2 separate regions of the Hordeum vulgare genome follow, and region 1 is linked to region 2. The links are chromatin contacts, called in public Hi-C maps. All regions are on one chromosome and are shown on one strand. The core of a region is the stretch at or near the end of the contact, and the rest is flanking DNA. Distances in the headings are between cores, read along the strand shown. Region 1 holds the start of LOC123443111 (beta-glucuronosyltransferase GlcAT14B-like). Region 2 holds the start of LOC123443110 (60S ribosomal protein L26-1-like).

Region 1 (6,682 bases), core at 3,989-6,488, 290 kb before region 2:
AGCTCCTCATTGTATAAGTTTTGATAGAGGTATTTTCTTAATTTTATTTGAAGATCATAACCCAATACAAGTTTTGATATAACAAATTGGTCATTGTGTTCACAAATCTTATCAACTAAGACATTAATAAGAACCTTCTTTCTAAGATTCTCATCATAAACAACATAGTTCGTGGATCTTAGTTTCCTTATTTCTTCCAACTCATACAAAATCCCCTCTATGGGTGGGCACTCACTGTTAACCCTATAATGAGCAAATATATCTCTAGCTTCTTGTGTGATATTACTGAATTCTTGATAAAGAAATATAGTAGCTAGACGTTTGGTGGAAGCTTCATGGATATTAGAGAATTCTTGAAACAACCATTGGATGAAAGGATGCATGTGCGCAAATTGTATTTCCAGTTGTACAATAAGCAAAGATATAACATCTGCACAACTTGTAGTTCTAGCAATAATAGAACCTGGTAATGATACCGCACAAGTGAAAAAAATCTTGAATCACACTCTTCCCAATAATATTACCACTACCTATGCAGAGTTTCTTAGTTTGCATAATAGGTTCTACCTTAGGAGGATCATCATCCGCAAGATTATCAAGTTTTTCATTAGCAACTTAACCAAAATTTATTTTAGAATTCTCATCACAAAGTGAAGTTAGGAAATCAAGGGCTTGTGCGCTAGAGGCGGATATATCACTAATTTCAAACTCATATTTGATAGCAACTTTCAAGCAAATTAGAGAGCAAAGATGCAAACTAGTGACAAGCTAAGCAAGCAAAGGTAAATAATTTTGTATTTTTTATTTTTTTAAACAAGCAAGATATAACAAAAAATAAAAAGGAGAACAAGTGAATGATAATTTGTGTGAAGTTACTTGATAGTTGGTGATGATATTCCCCGACAACGGCACCAGAAATCCTTAACGATGCTTGTGATATGCATTGGGTTTTCCATGAAGAGGAACGAGTTATTGGATCACAATGCGGGTAAGTATTTCCCTCGATTAAGAAACAAAGTTTTATAAAACCAATAGGAATATCAATCCTCAACCGTCTTCAGCGGCTGCAAACGAAAGAGCAAACAACTTGCACTGAACGCGGGCAAGAGAGTTGTCAATCCCCTTGTTCTTGTTATTTGCAAGCAAGTGAGTTGTGTAGATAGTTGTTTAGAATAGTAACTAAAATAAAATATAAAAGAAGGAAGCGAGGAAAATATATGTTTTTTGAATATATAAGTGAATAGACCCGGGGGCCGTAGTGTTCTCTAGTGGCATGTCTCATGAAAGCAACATATGGTGGGTAAACAAATTAATGTTTGGAAATTGGTAGAACACTGGATAGTTATGTGATTTTTATGGCAATGATCATGTGTATATAGGCATCACGCCCATAAGCAAATAGGTTGACTCCTACCTGCACCTACTAGTATTACTCCACCCATCGACCGCTATCCTTCATGCATCTAGAGTATTAAGTAAAACAGAGTAATGCTTGGGGAACGATGACATGATATAGACAAAGTAAACTCAATCAATATGAATAAACCCCATCGTTTTATCCTTAATGGTAGAAACATAAAGACACATATTGTCTCCTCCTGTCACTGGGATATAGAAATTCGTCAGGTTGAACCCACTACAATGCACATCTACCCCTGAAGAAAGATCAAACTACTTGGCCAAAGCAATTCAATAGATCAGATAGATTTATGACGCTATCATGATCATGCAACTAAGAGCAATAATAATTCAAAGAATACTCAAATACTTTTCATGAATAATATGAACATAAACTCACAATTCATCGGATCCCAACAAACCCACCATACAAAATAATTACATCGGATAGATCAAAGCGAAGATGCTATTATCATTGTATTGAAGATCAATAGAGAGATATTCCCATCTAGGTACTAGCTACGAACCCGTTGGTCTAAGATAAACTACCCACACATCATCACGAGTGCACCAAGGTTGATGAAGAGGCCCTCCGTGATCGATCTCCCCTCCGGCAGAGTGTCAAAATGGAGCTACGGATGGGATCACCATTTTACAGAGACTTTTTAGTGGATGCCTCTAGGGTTTTTGGAATATTAAAGAATTTATAGGCCTGAGAACGAGGCAAGATGGGACACAGGGATTCGACAAGGCATCAGGGTGCGTCGACCCCCCTGGTGTGCCATGTTGCCTTGTGGGCTCCTCATGCAGCTCGAGGTCTCCTCCCGAAGCTTCCAGGTCTTCTTTTGGTCCATAAAAATCACCAAAAAATTTCGTGGCCATTGGACTTCGTTTGGTACTGAAACCGTGAAAAACAAAAAACACGTAGAAAACAACAAGTGGCACCGAGCACTAGGTTAATAGGTGAGTGCTCAAAAACAATATAAATGGGTGCATTATGACCCAAAAGGTATCCTAAGATGATAATATAACAACATGGAGCAATCAAAAGTTATAGATACGTTGGAGATGTATTAGGCCATGAGGTCAGTATCGCATCAAAAAATAAGTGTTTGTGCGATGAACTAAAGGGGGAAAGAGGTGGAAAGCAGGGTGGCTCACCAAGGAGCTCGAATCCGAGCTTAGTGAGCCATCGAGAGAGACGAGTTAGAGATAAATGGTGGAGAACGGTGAATTGAATCTCGGGATCAGAGACGATAACGAGGAAGATGAGCAACTCTAGCGATTGGTCACCACGATGCCTTGATGAACCCGCCACTGGCCACCATAACGTTGATCTGTTGGTATCGACGACATCGTGGCACGAGCTTGCCACCCGGGTTGGCCACTCCGACCCCGTCGGTGTCCACCTCCACCATAAGGAGGTGGAGCCATGCCAGGGAACCCCATCCCCGTTGTTCCAGGAGCAGAAGCTCACGACCTCGCGCCACTGGTGTGGGAATTTGAAGCACCAATTGGCTGCGGTGCTCAAACCCCACTAGCGACCGCTTGGCTGCTCGGAGGTCCAACACGTCGAGACCGCGTGTCCCCGCGTGCTCTCCTGCAAAACACGAATGTTAGACTTGGAGACAACATCATCTCCCTGCTAAATCGTGCTTCGCAGGCACACCTTCCTCCTATGGTGCAATCTAGTGTCCCCTAAAGGTTTTGTAGATTGTTGGTTAGAAACAATGAGGGACTAATGTGTTAGTGCACAAAGAGAAATATAGACCCTGGAGTTTTGAGAAGATTGCTATAATCTCACAGAAGTTTGCTATAAACTTTCGTTAGAATTATCTGCACAAAAGGTAAGATTGCTTGTTGGAGTCAACCCTTAAAAATGTTGCTGGAGTGAAGCAATTTCTATGGAGTGCGCTCCAAGAGAATTGACTATAGTGAAGAAGAATGAAGACGAAGTGAAGACGTAGTTCTCTTTTGTAGTTTCACTTCCTTCATTTGAGTCATAGGACCACCATACTATTATGCTGGGTCCAAGTATTTCGAGACTTTTGTTATTGTGATGCTTAACCGAAACTTATCCCAAGTATCTGTAGACAAATCTCTTCGTGCGAAGAGTTATTTACTCGCCAGCTAGAGAAAAAGTTCTTCTGGGCCACGAGAGAAATGTTGTGGTAGAGGAGTCAACTTTGCTTGTTCCTCAAGTAAAGTTACCGCGTGAGTTTGAAATCCAATTGTTGGAAACGTGTCGGTTGGTCATTGGTTGGGCCGCATGCCCTTATTGATCATTTCCCTCTTGGGATCGCTCTAGGTATAAATAACCACTCCGCACCAACCGTTATGACGGGCTGCTTCGCTTGAGTTTATGAGAAGATTGATTAAGCACCCTTCTTCGAAAGATTTGAGTAAATCCTTCTAAGAGAAAACCCAAGAGCATAAACTTAGATATTGGCTGAGGATTACATATATCTGAGTTGAGAGCTATTCTTCCTATCACTATTGAGAGTTGCTAACTCTCTAATGTTAGGTGTCTGTCTGAGTGACTAAGAGTAATTATGGTGACCAAAGACAAAGTCTATTGAAGGTTTCAAGATTGCCGATAAGAATCTATCATGAGGGAAATCAACTAAAATTAGAGGAACTTCAGGTCGAGTAGAATAGTATGGAGAGAGGTTAGTTGTTGTGTTCAATCATAAGTCTCTTTCACTAGAGTTGCGGGAAAGTGAACTTTTCTATCAAATCACCCGTTGTAATCGTGCACCACTGGTCAATTTTATGCTTCAAACATTACTTCCAGTTATTTTTCCTCGTTCTATCATGTGCTCGTGTGCGATAGTTTCGGTACTTCCACATGTCTCTCTTTGTGTTCCAATGAGTTGTACTTAAGATGATTTTTTTCTTTGTCTGTATGCTTTACATACGGTGTTGCTTGGTCATCCTTCGAAGTCTTGACATGATGAACATATCACAGTAGTGCGCATATTTTTCTTTCAATTATAGTTCTCTCTCAGCTTTGCATCTATTTAGTTTTGTTTCCTTGTGCTGTGCTAAGAGATTTTAAGTTTTCTTTTCTTTTCTTTTAAAAAATCTCTCATTCCCCTTTCCTCTGGCCGATATACCCCTGTCCTACCTCCTTCGCCACGGCCTCCTCCTCGACCATCCAGTCCCCTCGGGCCTCCTCCTCTTCACGGTTGTCTCGAGTGCCGCCCGCGCTGTCGAGAAGACCACGCCGCTCCTTGTCCTCCTCCTCTGTTGAACTTCACTTCTCACAGATGAGAAAAAAAAGGAGAGGAAAGCGGGCGTTCGCTCATGGACAGTCAGGAAGCGAACGTATTTTTTTTCTCACGTGGTAACTCAGCAAGCATAAGATCTCCGTGATGGATCGGACGGCCGATGATGTGTCCGCTCAGAATCTCCAACAATCTGACATCAGACTTTCATTATGATATACTTTCTTTGTTCCAAAATAAATGTATTATATTTAGTATAATTTTATACTAGAGTTAATACGAAGTTAAGACATTTATTTTAGGAGTAGTAAAAAACAACTAGAGAGGGGAAAATAAAGAGAATTCGTGTGTGATGCGACAGAAAGCAGAGAGAGAGAGAGAGAGAGAGAGCGCATTTGCGTGCGTGGAGCGTGGGAAGGTGCATTGCGTACGGAGAAGGAGAGGAGGGCGCGTACGGTACGGAGCGGTGGATGGTATTTCGGGGTAACGGCCGTGTTAGCCGGGGCAGCCCCGCCACTTGCCGGGCCGCCGCGCGCCACTCCGTCCCAATATGTTAATCTTTGTCTAACTAGTCTCTCCCGCGCACTATATATCGTCTCATGATCCTCCTCATCTCCGGCATCAATTAATAGTAACCGCTCCCCCCGCAATACCTGCCATCTCTCCTCCTCCACCACCACCATCGATCTACTCTCCCTTACTTTCTCTCTCTCTCTCTGCTCGACTAGATCGATCTTCCTCTTCTTGGCTGGTCGATTTTCTTCGTCGTCCTCTGTGACGAAGGTGCTGTCGTCGTCGATCGATTGGTTGATTTATTGATCGATCGAGTGTTCCAACAACTGGTCAATAGCTGGGATCCTAGGTCGTCTGCTCAGTTGCATCACCATCGCCTTCAATTCCACTCGTTTTCAAGCTCCCATCGTTGATCGGATCAAAGGGGTTGGGATTTACCCTAATCTAACCTAACCTAACCTAACCTCGCGACCGGATTCCCCTCACCACTTGACATTGGTCCACCCGACCGGATTCCTTGTCGATCGCAACAAGGATTTTTTCTTTGCACCTCTCGTATCCTACATACGTAGCGCGCGCGCGAGTCCGTGCGGGCTCGGTAGCGGTTCGCACGATACCACGTCCAGATAATTGGCAGTTGCGATTCATAGCGCGCGCGCGGCCGATCGGGGCTGCATGGGGGCCAACGGCCGCGGTGAGCACCACTCGCCCTCGTCGGCCAAGACGTCCCCTCGCGGCGCTGCTGGAGGTGGAGGTGGCGAGCAATACTCCTCAGCGGCCAAGTCTCCGCGCGCCGGAGGTGGTGGCGGAGGCGAGCACTACTCGTCGTCGAGCAAGTCCCCGCGCGCCGGCATCTGCGGCGGCGTGTCGTCCCTGCTGCCGAGCGGCGCCGTGGCGTCGCTGCTCGAGAGCAGGTGGGCAATCTCGGCCGCGCTCACCGTGTTCCTGTTCCTTGCGGTCACGCTCACCGTAACGTCGTCGTCGTCGTCGTCGCTGTCTCCCGTCTCGGCCTCCTTCTTCTCCTTCCTCCCGGCCGGCCGGGCCGACTACGTCGAGCCGAAAGTCCAGCAGCAGCAGCAGCAGCCGCAGGCCCCGGCGACCCCGCCGCCGCCTCCGCTCGGCGCCGGCGTGCCGCGTCTGGCCTACCTCATCTCCGGGTCCAAGGGCGACCTGGACCGGCTGTGGCGCGCGCTGCACGCGCTCTACCACCCGCGCAACCTCTACGTGGTGCACCTGGACCGCGAGGCGCCCGTGGGCGAGCGGCTGGAGCTGGCGGCGCGGGTGGCCAACAGCACCGTGTTCCGCCGCGTCGGCAACGTGGAGGTGATCCGGCGCGCCAACATGGTGACCTACCGCGGGCCGACCATGGTGGCCAACACCCTGCACGCCTGCGCTGTGCTCCTCCGCCGCAGCCGCGACTGGGACTGGTTCATCAACCTCTCCGCCTCCGACTACCCGCTCATGTCCCAGGACGGTACGTACGTGCTCTCTCTTTTTTACGTTTATTAAATATTTCCTGGCTTACTCGGGTTGACACGATATCT
Region 2 (6,108 bases), core at 3,433-5,932:
TTTTGTGTTGGGACCAGATATGGTCTTAATTTGTGCGCTGAAAGTCACCCATCGAGATGTGCTTGTTACGAACCGAAGTGGGGGATGTGTCGAAATAACATCTTGACCGACACAAGTCCCACATCAAGAATCAGTTGTCCTAATGAAGGCCCTATCCGTCGCGCGGGGTTGCCTCGATAATTAAGATTATAATAACCAGATAAGAGCTTTGGGTTTAATGAATACACCTCATGAATCCCCAAGGATTGGATCAGAGCTACCATACTAAACCTTTTCTCTCATCGGTGTTCAGAATAACACTTCATGTTCTCCCTGCCCTTAGCCTTTCGTTGACTCGCTCTCCATGATCGTGGCATGGATGAAGAACGCACACAAAAACAAAAGACATCTTGATTTTTTTTATTTCGCACATACGGGACATTAAGTCAAAGCTCTTCCATTGATCCCCATAACAAATACAGAGGGTTGAAAGGCCTATGCCTCAACCCATCCCCTACCGAACTACTCACACATGAATACCAAACCACATGAAGAAAACATTGAAGAACACATCTTGAAGATGAACAGATTGATAATATGTCTTACAATGTTTGCCTTGTGGGACAAACAAATACAAGTATGAACTAGAGGAAGATGAACTATGATGGTGATGGCGGCTATGGAGATGGAAATGGTAGCGACTAGGGTTGATGGCAGGGGATGAAGATGGTTTTGCTCTTGCTTCGCTCGCACACATTTTTGGCGAGGATCGAGGGTTTCCTTCGTACCCTCCAGGTGGTGTTGATTTACATCATTGAGCAGCTCTTTCGTGAAGATCGGGCAACCCCATATCACTACCCGAGCTTTGTTAGAATTAACTCCATCATCAACCCTCCTCCTCATACCTCCTTTCCACAATTTTGTAATGAAGCTCGTCTGTAATTCGCCAGTGTGAAATTTGAATCCACCATTTCTACTCTAGATTGAGAGCTATACATGTGAGACCATAAAATATTCTCCTTGTGCCACCATCTCTTCAATGTGGCAATGCCCTAACTATTGAATTGGAAGTCTGCAAAGAAGGCATTGGCCTTGCGTTGGAGTGGAGTACACGGCCTTGTATCTTGGCGAATGATAGATCGAAAGTTGTTGCCATAATCATGCATGCTCGTGTTAACCGATCCTCTAGTGATAACATAGTGAACGAGATAAAATAGTGTGTGAGGGTTTGTGAGGCTAGATGCATGAGACGTGAGAGAATCCAAGTGAGTAATGAGCTAGCGAGAATGACACATGTGTGTATGAAAACAATGGTATGGCAGAGACGAAGCCCCAATGAAACTGTAAACTTGTATGTACTCGATGGTGGCGATCTAGGTTGAATGAAACTAGTGACCCTTCCCATACGAAAAAAGGTGTCACTAATTACAATATGTGAAAATAGGAGCTAAATGAAGAGCTAAACGGAAGAAGGGTGATTAGAGAGGAAATGCGGACACGAACCCTTGGCTTATGGGTGTATATACACTCTATATGAAGATTAAAAATATAATTAAATAAAAGGTTAAAAGTATTTTTTTAAATAAACTTGACCTTTCATTTTACTTGTAAAAGAAATTTCACAAAAGGAAGAAAACTCCGTTGACTTCTTTACGATTTTTCTTTCAACGAAAATAGTGTGAATTGCGATTTTCCTCCCTGAAGTCAAAAATGGGGTTTTATTCATAAACTTGTACATAGCAATGCAAAAGAAAGTAAAGTTTATTTTAAAAAAATTCCTAAACTTTTTTAACTTTCTTTTAATTTTAGTAAAAACTATATCCCATATCAAGTCAAAATAATAATAATGATATACCATACGAGGTGTATATGCATCCAGGAAGGAAAGGGCATTTCCTCCCAAGGAAATGCGAACCCTCAGGGCCTGTTCGATTCGAGGGTTTTTAACGGGGATTGACACAAATTATGAGGGATTAAATAAATACCCTATCTTTACCTATTAATAAAGTACATATTGCTTTTGTGGTATGTCATTAAATTTGCCTCTAAAGTTCGTCAAAATTACCCACCAATGCCACCCGTAAGTGACAAAAACGATTCAATATTTTGACTTCGATTCGACTCTTCCTTTCCGATTCTAAAGGCCGCGGTTCCGTATTTTATCACAAGAACAGGCTAGCCCAACTGGTTGGGTGCGCCTCGTCCCACCCACGAGACCAAGGTTTGATCCTCATTATGGACTACAACCGTTTTTGTTCTTCTTTTTTTATTTTTTTCTCTTTTGTCTTTATTTCGACAAATTTTACACACATGTTAATTATGGATTAAATAAATGTCAAATTTGTAGACAAATAAGTTCCCATATATAAAAAAAATATACAGTCCATATGGACAATAAATAATATATTTTTCTTTTATTTTGAAAAATATTGATTGTGTATTTAAAAAAGTTTAAATGTGCATAGAAAAATGTTTCTGGTGTATCAGAAAACATATAAAAATATATATAATGTGTATGGAACAAAGTAGACATAAAAATAGAACTTCTCAAAAATGTTAATCGTGTATTTGAATAATGTAAAACATGTATATAAAAAATATTCATGATGCATACAAAATATGTAAAATGCGTATTAAAGAAATTAGACATCAAAACTCAATAATGTTTGTGATGTCACACGCAAAAAAAGTTTCTAATGTATACAAAAATATACAATGTTGTTTATACAAGCTTTACGTAGACAAATGGCTGAGCTTTGATTTTTCATATATAAAAACTGTTTTGCTAATTATATTTTTAAGAATATCGATATTGATATGCAACCTGAAACATCTGGTATGCATGTACCTACAAGTTGATTGTTTTCGATGGAGCTGTCTAATATGTTTGCAACCAAATTAAGACTTCACTTAGATTACAAATGCAAACACATATATCAGCAAGATAAAAATAATGTTCTTATGCATATGTCATCATTAATTAACAAAACATACTTTGCCATTTTCATCATAATTCAAATAATGTTCGCGCATTTCAAGAAATTCCCAGCGATGACCGTCGGCCCTCTGTTGACCGCAGACTGGACCGGAGACGGAGGAGCCGGAGTCGGAGCAGGAGCAGGAGCCGGAGTCGGAGCAGGAGCAGGAGCAGGAGCCGGAGCAGAACAAGACCCGGGAACTCTTACAGTGGCAACCGAAGGGATTCAGACTGGCGACCATGGGGTGGTGATTTCAATCACGCACGCAGTGGCGATCTAGATCAGAACAAGGTGCCAGCAAAGTCTAGAACTGCTGTCGGGCGTGACAGTTAAGTGGATCGCGGTGATGTTGATAAATTGCCGAGGGATCCGAAGATTCTTCACTCCGAGGTGGTAATGGTGGAGAACGGCGCCAGCCATGAAGACGAAGATGCGGTAGAACCAGAGCATGATGGTGCAAGGCCTGAAGATGAAGATGCAGAGTATGAATATGGAGAGGTGGTGGAATTAGATGAACATGATGAAGATGATGGTGGTGTCACCTATGAATATGAAGAGATGGAAACAGAGGACAATGGTCAGGACAATGAAGCTGTTGTTGTTGCTGGCCTGAATGATGCACATGTTGTTGAAATAAATGCCAGCCACCAACTGCCCATGGTGGATGTTCATCCATCACAGCCTGTTGAGGAACCGGCGCACACGCAGTCCCAGCTCAGCGACGTGGAGGAGGACACGGATGCGGGCGTTGTGCGTGTGGATGCATGCCTGATTGAACCAGTGGCTGAAAACAGTGATTGTTCTGAAGTTATAGGTGAAAAGGAGGCTCCGCAAAGTCAACCTGAAACTGAGCTTAAAGTTAGAGGTGAAATGGACGCTCTCCAGAGTGAACTTGGAACTGAACTTCAAGTTAGAGTTGAATTGGAGGCTCCGCAGAGTGAACGTGAGGATATAAAAAATAATGCATAATGACACATGAAGCATGTTGTGTTTTTTTTTACCCGGTGCAACGCACGGGTATTTATACTAGTAAATACTCCATCCGTTCATAAATACTCCCTCCGTTCCTAAATATAAGACATTTTAGAGATTGTATTACAAACTACATACGAATGTACATAGACATATTTTAGAATATAAATTCACTTATTTTGCTTCGTATGTAGTCTTTTAGTGAAATACCTAAAAGGTCTTATATTTTGAAACGGACGGAGTATAAGACATTTTAGAGATTGCACTATGAGCTACATACGGATGTACATAGACATATTTTAAAGTATAAATCCACTCATTTTATTCCGTATGTAGTCCCTCAGTAAAATCTCTAAAATGTCTTATATTTTGGAACAGAGGAAGTATAAACCAAATTCCCCTCCGATCTTCAAACTCGTCGGGAGGAGGTTGAACCGAACAAGGCCTCACGGTTTTCCTACGTGCATCGTGATCGCTGGAGGCAGCCGGCTAGGCTTTCAGTTTACACGGGCCAGCAGATCAGCATTCGGTCGGACCTTCTTGTTTTATAAGCCCAAACATGTACTCAAATTAGTCCAAAGAAACAAGTAACAACGGCCCAGCTAGCCCAACAACCCATTCCGCCGAACATATCCGCGCCGTCCACTCCCCATCGAACGCCTCGCCGAGCCCACGCGACGGAGCGCAGATAAAACCCTAGTACCATCCCACCTATATATTGCCCTCCCACCGCAACATCCCGCCGCCTCCACACACTCCCTCCCGCACCAGAACCCTAGCCCCCGCCGCCGCCCCCCAGGTAAGGGAGAGCGCCCACCCCCCCGCCGCCGCCATGAAGCGCAACCCCCGCGTCACGAGCTCCCGCCGGAAGTGCCGCAAGGCGCACTTCACGGCGCCGTCCTCCGTCCGCCGCGTGCTCATGTCCGCCGCCCTCTCCTCCGAGCTGCGCCACAAGTACAACGTCCGCTCCATCCCGATCCGCAAGGACGACGAGGTGCAGGTCGTGCGCGGCACCTACAAGGGCCGCGAGGGAAAGGTGGTGCAGGTCTACCGCCGCCGCTGGGTCATCCACGTGGAGCGGATCACCAGGGAGAAGGTGAATGGATCCACGGTCAACGTCGGCATCCACCCCAGCAAGGTGATCGTCACCAAGCTCAAGCTGGACAAGGACCGCAAGGCCCTCCTCGACCGCAAGGCTCGTGGCCGCGCTGCTGACAAGGCCAAGGGCAAGTTCACCGCCGAGGACGTCGCCGCCGCAGCTGGTGGCGCCACGGCCACCGGCGCCTCGCTCCAGGAGATTGATTAAGCTCGGTTGCCATACTGCTCTTGCTATCCTAGTTTTTTACCAATCACCTGTTCTGTTAGGATATGCTATCTGAAAACTGCTGCTTTATTATTCGTAAGATGTCCGTGGATGAGCGTTTTGGAACCTTTAATGTGCATCTATCATGTGCCTGTGCCCTGGATTTTGATATGAAGACTTCATTACATGTTTAAATATCTCGTTCATTGTCTGCCGTGTAGATCTTATTAAAGTTGTTATTTTGTATATCTTCGTGCACTAGAGATATTGCTCATCATCCGTTAGCTACAAGGTTATACAGTGTGTGTGGCACATGTCAGACCCTGTACTTGTAATGTTTTATCGACTTGCTAGATCATACTAAATGGTATGAGGTACTCCCTTGGTAAACTAATATAAGAGCGTTTAAAGCGTTTTTGGTCAGCCATAGAGTAGTTTTTGGTCAGCCATAGAGGAATAACTTTGAGGTAAATGATAAATTCAACCTGTTTCCGTAGGCAGTTGTGATCCAGTCTTTCTTTCCAGTAGCAGTCAGTAACCCTTTGTCTCATCGTTCCATGACATTTCCTGCTCTACACCATCCAACAGCCTTTGGTATAGCTGGAATTTCAGACTCATCACCTGATCGTTTGCTTATCGGATGGTTAGTTATTGCCTTGTGTTTGTTGGGGTGACTGTCTGCTGTTTGTTTCTCTGTGATTCTGTTGAAATCTTACTCAGTATCATTCTACGCACAGAAGCAAAGTTTTTTTTGTTCAGTCTTCTCCATCAGTCCAAACTCTCTGCTTAACATCACAGCAGAAACATCCCTTCATGCTGTTTTTGCCGAATTCTTGAGTAGTTAGTGTGCCTGAAGATGTAATGGTTAGTGTGATA

The links. Hi-C and Micro-C count contacts between places; a contact is called where the count stands out from the background.
Region 1: a contact with region 2 is called in a Hi-C map of seedling, with 6 times the contacts expected there. The contact joins the promoter of LOC123443111 here to the promoter of LOC123443110 in region 2. A contact is called at or near these places in 4 of 6 Hi-C or Micro-C datasets (leaf and seedling).

Annotation. Positions count from the first base shown.
Region 1 is chr3H:95,080,539-95,087,220 of MorexV3_pseudomolecules_assembly, reverse strand. It overlaps LOC123443111 (beta-glucuronosyltransferase GlcAT14B-like), which reads left to right and starts at 5,238. Exons shown (of 3, transcript XM_045119372.1): 1 at 5,238-6,612. The coding sequence starts at 5,814.
Region 2 is chr3H:94,787,320-94,793,427 of MorexV3_pseudomolecules_assembly, reverse strand. It overlaps LOC123443110 (60S ribosomal protein L26-1-like), which reads left to right and starts at 4,682. Exons shown (of 1, transcript XM_045119370.1): 1 at 4,682-5,427. The coding sequence starts at 4,762. The coding sequence ends at 5,235.